Linked DNA regions of Manis pentadactyla: region 1 is linked to region 2. A link is a contact called in public Hi-C data. All regions are on one chromosome and are shown on one strand. The core of a region is the stretch at or near the end of the contact, and the rest is flanking DNA. Distances in the headings are between cores, read along the strand shown. Region 1 holds the start of XRCC4 (X-ray repair cross complementing 4). Region 2 holds the start of VCAN (versican).

What was found. Hi-C and Micro-C count contacts between places; a contact is called where the count stands out from the background.
Region 1: a Hi-C map of fibroblasts shows a contact between it and region 2, with 4 times the contacts expected there. The contact joins the promoter of XRCC4 here to the promoter of VCAN in region 2. A contact is called at or near these places in 2 of 3 Hi-C or Micro-C datasets (fibroblasts and skin fibroblasts).

Annotation. Positions count from the first base shown.
Region 1 is chr2:77,041,802-77,045,652 of mManPen7.hap1, forward strand. It overlaps XRCC4 (X-ray repair cross complementing 4), which reads right to left and starts at 1,309. Exons shown (of 8, transcript XM_036914214.2): 1 at 1,178-1,309. TMEM167A (transmembrane protein 167A) reads left to right here and starts at 1,358. Exons shown (of 4, transcript XM_036914216.2): 1 at 1,358-1,470. The coding sequence starts at 1,468.
Region 2 is chr2:76,693,015-76,696,463 of mManPen7.hap1, forward strand. It overlaps VCAN (versican), which reads right to left and starts at 2,045. Exons shown (of 14, transcript XM_036914220.2): 1 at 1,463-2,045.

The sequences.
Region 1 (3,851 bases), core at 59-2,558, 350 kb after region 2:
CTGAGAGAATTTATATTCCAAAGAGCAAATAAATAGGGTTAGATGTGGAGAAAGGTTAAGAGAAGCATTTCTTAAGGTAAAAGAATAATATGAAAGTCTAACAACTTTCATGGGTCTTAAAAGTTAGAAGGCCTGGGGAAAGAGAACAAAAAAGAGGAAACAAAAAAGGGCCAACACAAACACTAGAACACCAAGAACCTCAAGCTCAGAGTATGGAAGGCTAGCAGAAGCCCAGAGAAAATAAACAGTTAAGTAAAAGTATTTTCTTCTACAAGTGAATATTAGTGAATGAAAAAAAGGGAAATCATAAAAGGAAACCATCAACACTATCAATATTAGATACTAGTAAAGAGAGAAAAAGAGGAGAAAGTGGTCTGGTGGTTAAAAAGCAATACCAATTTAGTTAAAAACCTTTTGAGTCCTCAAGAACTATGCAAACCGAACACGCCCAAACCTGTTTCTCCATCTAGAATATGCTTAGACAAAGAAGGGGCGGGGACGGGGGGCCGTGTTAGAGCCTCATCTAACAGGGTTATTAAAAGTAGAAAAAGCTAAATAATAAGCGTATTGATTAAAAGAAAGTTGGCATCCGATCTGTCTTGCTGGTGGATCACTGCTCTAGAGGATCTATCAACTACTGAACTCAGGATAGTGCAGTTCCTTTCCATTTGTTACCACAGAAAGTTCTTTCCTGACCCCAAAGAGGCTAGTACTTTTCAACCCCAGATGAAACCCACCGACAGTTTACAAAAAGCTGGGGACTGGGAAAGAAATCAGGATAGTATTAAAAGAAATGATCCAACAAGCTAATCAACACAACTCTCCGTATACACGAGCCCTCCTAATTCCACAACCATTACAAAGAATTTCAAAAGCTCTTTGCATTCCAAAGAATCCTGCAGGGACAAAGGGAAAAACCGCACACGGGGCCCAGCAGGTGCACGCCCTGTGCATTGGGCCAGTGAACCCGGCGTCCCGAGAGCCCACAAACGGACGACCCAGGTGCTTACACATAGAGGGGGAAACGAGCCAGGAAAAAGTCTCGCACTGAGGACGGCTAGCAGGAAAAAACTGGTAACTAAAAAAGAAAGAAAGAAAGAAAAACAGAAAGAGAAAAAGAAAAGGACTACAGATTACTATATTACTTAAAGAGACAGCCCCGACTTCCGGACCCTACCTCTCAGTGACTCCACTTCCGGTCTCCTCCGAAAGGCCGCGCCCACACACGGACGTCCTGCAGCCAATGAGAGTACCACCTGCTCTCGCAGGGCCGCCGACGTGCTTGAATCCCGCCTTTTCCGGTAGAGGGATGCCTATCCTAGAGTCTGAGTAGCGCAGCTCAGGAGGCGGTGCCCTGATTGGCCCAACCAGACGACGGGAGGGAGCAAGAAGAGCAGGCGGGGTGTGCACGCCTCTTCCGCCCTGGGCCCGGAAGGGTGATGTGGCTGGGGCTCCTCCGGCCTCACTATGGTAAGAACCTGGGCTGTGGGGTGGGGGCCGATCATTGCGAAGGGGCTGTGGGCCCAAACTAGGGCTGAAGGGTTGGGCGGCGGTCCTGGGTGCTCGGGCTTTGGAGCACTGTCACTAACTTGATTCTCCCGGGCTCGGAGGATGCGCAGGTTCGGAGCCATGTGGCCCCTGCACGCACACCTGGGAGAGCCACAGCCGAGCTCTCCAGAGAGACCCGGGGGTCGTGGAGCCCAGCCCTTCCCTCGCCACGCTCCTGACTGGTTGCGAAGAAATCCGCTGGTTTTGCTTTACTCGGCGGTTACGTAGACACTTATAGTCATTGACCTTTGAGGCATTAGAGTTTGATGAGTTTGCGCTCGTTACTTTGCGTGTCCTTATCACTACGGGCCTGACCAAGTGTGTAAATTATTGTCAGAACCCAAACTCTACGCCTTAATTTTCACCTCTTGAATTAGTGGTATTTCAGGCCTCTCTTACTGCATTCTCTGAACTTTAAAGATGCTCGCTTACAAATTATGGATTTTTATAATTGCAATTATCTTTAAAGGTTGGGGCTTTGTACTTGGAGTGGTGTCTGGCTTCTGGCTCTCCTCTCCTCCCCACACGTTATTAAGGGCCTGCGTCTTACTCCAGATTTCTTTGGTAGTTTGGGCTTGTTAGAAAAGCTTGAAATAAGTCATAAAAGTTAACAAAAGAAATGCTTAATTCTCCATGGTAAAGAATAAGAGGTAAAGCCAGCATGGCTATACAACAGATGTAGCCTAGCAGTCAGTAAGAGATCTGAGGACATTTTGCCTGTATTAGGGTAAAGGCCAACGGACTGTACACCAGGTCTTCATGGTGAGTTTATGAAGTCCACGTGCCAGAAGTTGCATTTTTAAGCGTTTTCCTTGGGAAAGGGTGCATTCCTTTTTATTATAGTATCAAAAGCAACTGTGATCCCCAAAAAGCTATTCGGTCATGAAAAGTTGAACTTGTGTTCCTAGAAGTTTGTGCAGAATCCTATGCAGCACACAATACCTTTAGACATTTAATCCAGAACTCATTAATTGTTGCTTGCTTTATGCCAGCTGCTTTGATTATAGCTTGGACATAAGTCACAGTCTGTCCCTGGAGAAGTTTACAGCTTAGAAGACAGCAGGTTAATGTTCCTTAGCCAAGAATACTCTCCAGCTTCTCTCCCCATCCACCAAGTGACAGGATGGATCCACTTACCCTTAAAGGGTGTCCTTAGCCATTTTACAACTTAGAAAATTTTTCCTCTTTCAGTTTAAAAAAAGTAGAGAGATTGTTACTCTTTTAATTCTTGTATAACTTACTAGAAGTTGAACTTAATTGTACTCATAGTACAAGTCAAAGGTAGATTCTTTTGATGATCTCACTGCCTTAGGTGCTAGCTAACAGCAAAATGGGTACCATGTTTAAGATCAGTATTTAAACTGTCTGGCTATACTTGTTTTTTTCAAAAGTTACAATAATAAGCTTTCATTTATTAGCACTCCCTCTATGACAGACTGTTAAAAATCAGTTTATAAGGATTGTCTTACTTCAGGCTCCCAACTTATGAGTAGATGCTCACAGGTGAAAGAAGCCAGGCATAAGGAGACTGACATGATTGGAGTCACACACCTAGGAGGTAGTGAAGCCAGGACTTAAAACTATTTTAATGTCCAGATGCCATATATCTTCCTGCCTCTGTTAATGGAAACAACATAAGTGAGGATAAAATATGTCTTAGTGATTTGTTGCTTTCAAATATAACATGGGTGGATAATGGAAACAACTGCTGAGTGATTGATTTTTCATTCTGGCTCTGTTCCTGTGAGCTTGGAATATCAGCGTTTTAGAGAAAGTACATTGTGGTTGGAAGAGTTACACAGTGAAGTTTCTTTTTGAATTTTCACCTCAACTTGGTATATTGTGAGATAACCCAGTGATAATGACTTACATTTGAATTTATTTTAATGAATCCATTTGTGAAAATGTATTTCAAGACACATAGTGTAGCGCGGGGCCACGGAGAAGGCAGTATATAGCACAGAGAAGACAAGTAGTGATTCTATAGCATCTTACTACACTGACGGACAGTGACTGTAATGGGGTATGTGGTGGGGACTTGATAATGGGAATCTAGTAAGCACAGTGTTGCTCATGTAATTGTATATTAATGATACCAAAATAAAAGATAAATATATTTCAAGGACATAAAATGTTTATCAGTAATAATTTACAGTGGTGAGAGCATAAATAGTCTGATAGTCACTTACGATTAATACTTCTAAGACCTTCAGATTGCCTTGTTCTCTCTTACTCTTAACATCCTTCAAAATACATCTCAAGTTTCATCTCTTCCCATAAGCCTTCCTTGCCTCTTCTATTTC
Region 2 (3,449 bases), core at 795-3,294:
GGACGCTGTGAAGATGGAGACAGAGAAGAAGAGACAAAGATGAGAAATGGGACGTAGCGAGACTGTCTTTCCGCTTGTGGGTGTGCGCACATCGGGACAGCTCTCCAGAAGCTGCACAGATTTCTCCTGCCTCCCGCAGCATCACCCCGGGACATGCAGGACTTGCTGGAGCGCAGCTGGATCCGAGAACAAATAGTTTAAACTATGACTTTAATTTTATACCTCGGTCTCTGCTGCCTTACATACTGACCGCTAAACGCCCAGTGACACAGCGAACAGGGACAATTCTGATGCCCCCCAGCACGCACGCACCAGGGATGTTGGCTGCAGGAGCCCACGCCTCTGCAAGGCAGTGGTAAGCTCCAGCCGAGAACGTCCCCCGGGGCTCCCAGCACACGCTCTCGGCCACCGTCGACCCGCCAGTAAAGTTGCACAACTAGGGCCGAGAGCAAGTAGAGGGTGGGGAGTTAGAAGGAAAAGGACAGATGCAGTCAGGGCAGGAGGGTTGGTCGTAGAAGCCCCAGATTCGGGTCCCTGAGCCACCTTTGTCTGCGGAGCTCTCTGCACACTGGTTTGCAGGTTCAGACGGGAGCGAAATCCTCCACTTTGCTCTTCATGGTGAGAGAAAATTCTTGCACATCCCTGCTTGTTCGGGGCAAGCTTTTCCCGCCCAGGCGCCTACCGGACCTCCGCGGCGCTCCAACAACCCCACCCCCCATCCCCTCCTCGCTCCTGATCGGCCCCCGTACACCACGCGCAGGACAAAAGAACCCAGGGGCACTGGAGAGAGGCTTGACAGCCCCCAAGTAGCCAAAGAGACGCGGCCCTGGGACCCTGGACCTCCCCCGGTCGAACCTCCTCCCAGACTGCTGGCGGGCTGAAGGGGTCAGGTCTGCGCAGGTTCCGGGCTGCTGGGGCGCAGAATCGCCCTGTCAGGAGCTGCCGGGGAACAGCCTTCCAGGAACACCGGGCACTGACCGCACACCAGGGCCTGGAACCAGGTGGCCTGCACCAAGGCGGCTGCGGGGGCTTGTACCCGGGCAAGTCGCAGGAGTCCCCATTCAAACTTTTGCCCCGAGCAGATTATCAAAAAAAGATCAAGGTGCCAGGGTGCCTCGCTTCTCTCCAACTCAAGACCCCGGGACTTTTCTGGGGGTTCTCCACAATTCCTTTCCTTCCCTTCCCCCAATTCCGTTAGTCCTTCTACCCCCACCCCACCCTGGGCTTCTTTTGTCTGGATCTTTTTCAGCATCACGGTCCCTCTGTATTCCTCTCTCCAAATGTCCATCTGAAAGTTACCTGCATTTTTAAAAGTGCATATATTTTTTAACTTCGCCTTACAGCTAGTTCTCTTTGCCTTAATTAAAACCTTCTACCAATTACCGTGTACTTCTTTTTTTTAAGATCGCTTTTTTTTTTAACAAGTTTTTTTTTTAAGGGGGAACAAAAGAAACGTGATTACCTTGAAAGGCGGCTTATTGCAGTTTGGGGGGAAAAATTCACCGCAGCGCTGCGCGAATGGGCTCGGCGTTGCCGGGGCGGATCACATAGGAAGAGCGGTGGCCTGGGGAAGGGTGCGGAGGGTGCAGGACGCTGCTGGAGGATGCGGGAGGATGCGGGGCTGGCCGCAGATCCCGGTCCCAGTGCCTGTCCACAGCACCTACTGTCCGTGGCTGTTGCGCCCTCCTGCCTAGAGTTCTTCCCCAGAAAGGCTCGGGGCAGCTCGCCTGCAAGTTCAAATGCGGGTTGTGACACCCATCATCATTATATCACTGTACCGTCAGCACCGAGGAGGAGACTCAGCGAGGAGGAGGAGGAGGAAGAGGAGGAGGAGGGTTCATTCACAGGCTCCTGAAGCGCTCCACAGCTTCAGCCACTCCTAAGCGCCCAGGCTTGGAAAGCAGGCAGAGGGGCGGAAAGGCAGCTCCAGCGCCTGCGGTAGGGACCGCCTGCCTCCTTCCCCAGGCACTCCCACCTCTCGGCGTTTCTTCCTGACAAGAAGTACCAATCGGCTTGGGGACAGCAGCGCTCCCATTCAGCGACTCCCTGAGTAGCATCGCGCTGGCTCACGGAACCCGCTGCCCTCCCACTAGCCCCCACCCCCACTTCCCCGCCCCCTGTTCTGTTAGGGGAAAGGAGCCCCCAGGCTCTTGTGGGGCAGGCCAGCACTAGACAACTGGGGACCCGCGATTCTTCTTGGGAGCAAACTAAACTCGGTAAAATCTGTGAAGAACTTGGTTATAGTGTTTTTACACGGCCCCAGAGCCTGCCTGTCCCATCTGAAGGAAGTGTCAGACTCGCGGCTTCTGCCAACCTGAAAGAGACACTGAGAAAACGAGATCCTTCTGAGATCTGGAGGGAAAGTGTAAAAATTCCCCACTGCCTTTCCCGGGAACTGCTCAATGGGGAGCCCAACGTCATTGCGCAATCTACAAAGACCCGGGTAATGAAGGGCTGGACAGGAAATTCCCCGAAGCAAATCTCTTGTCGGATTTAAACAGATCCTTTTCCGCTGCCACAAACCTAAGTCCACAGTCTGCTTTCTTCGCTCGTCCTTTCTCTCAGTCTCTCGAAGTGTCCCTCATGGTAGACTACTTAATTTTTCTAGCTAACAGAGACTCCTTGGACCTATCAATCACCTTGTGGTCAGGAAATGGGACCATAATCTTTCATGAGTTTATGTGATTTTCTTTTTCAGCCAGGCCCACCGGACTATGTAAACAACATCAGCCCATGGAAGAACACCCTGCATTGTGTTACAGAAGATTTCCAATAGGACTTAACAGAGCAAAGGGTCAACCAGTTGACACAAAGGATTTCTGCCCCTTAGAAAAGAGGGACTTTGTATTTTCCTTTTCTTTGATGTCAAGTATGAGTTTATACAATGGGAACAAAATAAGTCCAAGGTGCACATCAGTTTAACGCTCTGGATACTAGAATAGATAGTAAACTACTATTACTACACAAATATGCAAGTATCCTCATAAATCTCTCTGAAGTTTCTACTTAAAAAATTACATTAAACACAACACCTCACAACAGTGATGGTCAAAGGAGAAAGTCCATTTTCACTCTGTTTCTTTGAGTAGGTTGGCTTAAGCTCATACTTTAAAACTCAGAATAGCTTAGACTCTTGTGCATCCCCATTTGTTATGTTTCTTTTGTGTTGTATGCATTCTGCATGGTCATATATTTTAGGTGACAAATGGATAGAAGTTTTGTCCAGAATATTTTAGCTCTCAAAATGTGCACCTTCCATTTCTTTTTTTTATTTATGTAATTTATCATCTCACTACAGTGAATGGCATAAGTATTAACTGCAGGATTTGGAAATCAAATTTGTTTTTTCACAATGATTTATTTGTTCTTAATATAGTTATTATACTACCATTCATAACATTAAAATTCTATTCCATTAAATGTTTGGAATAATGGAGTCACAGAACAGA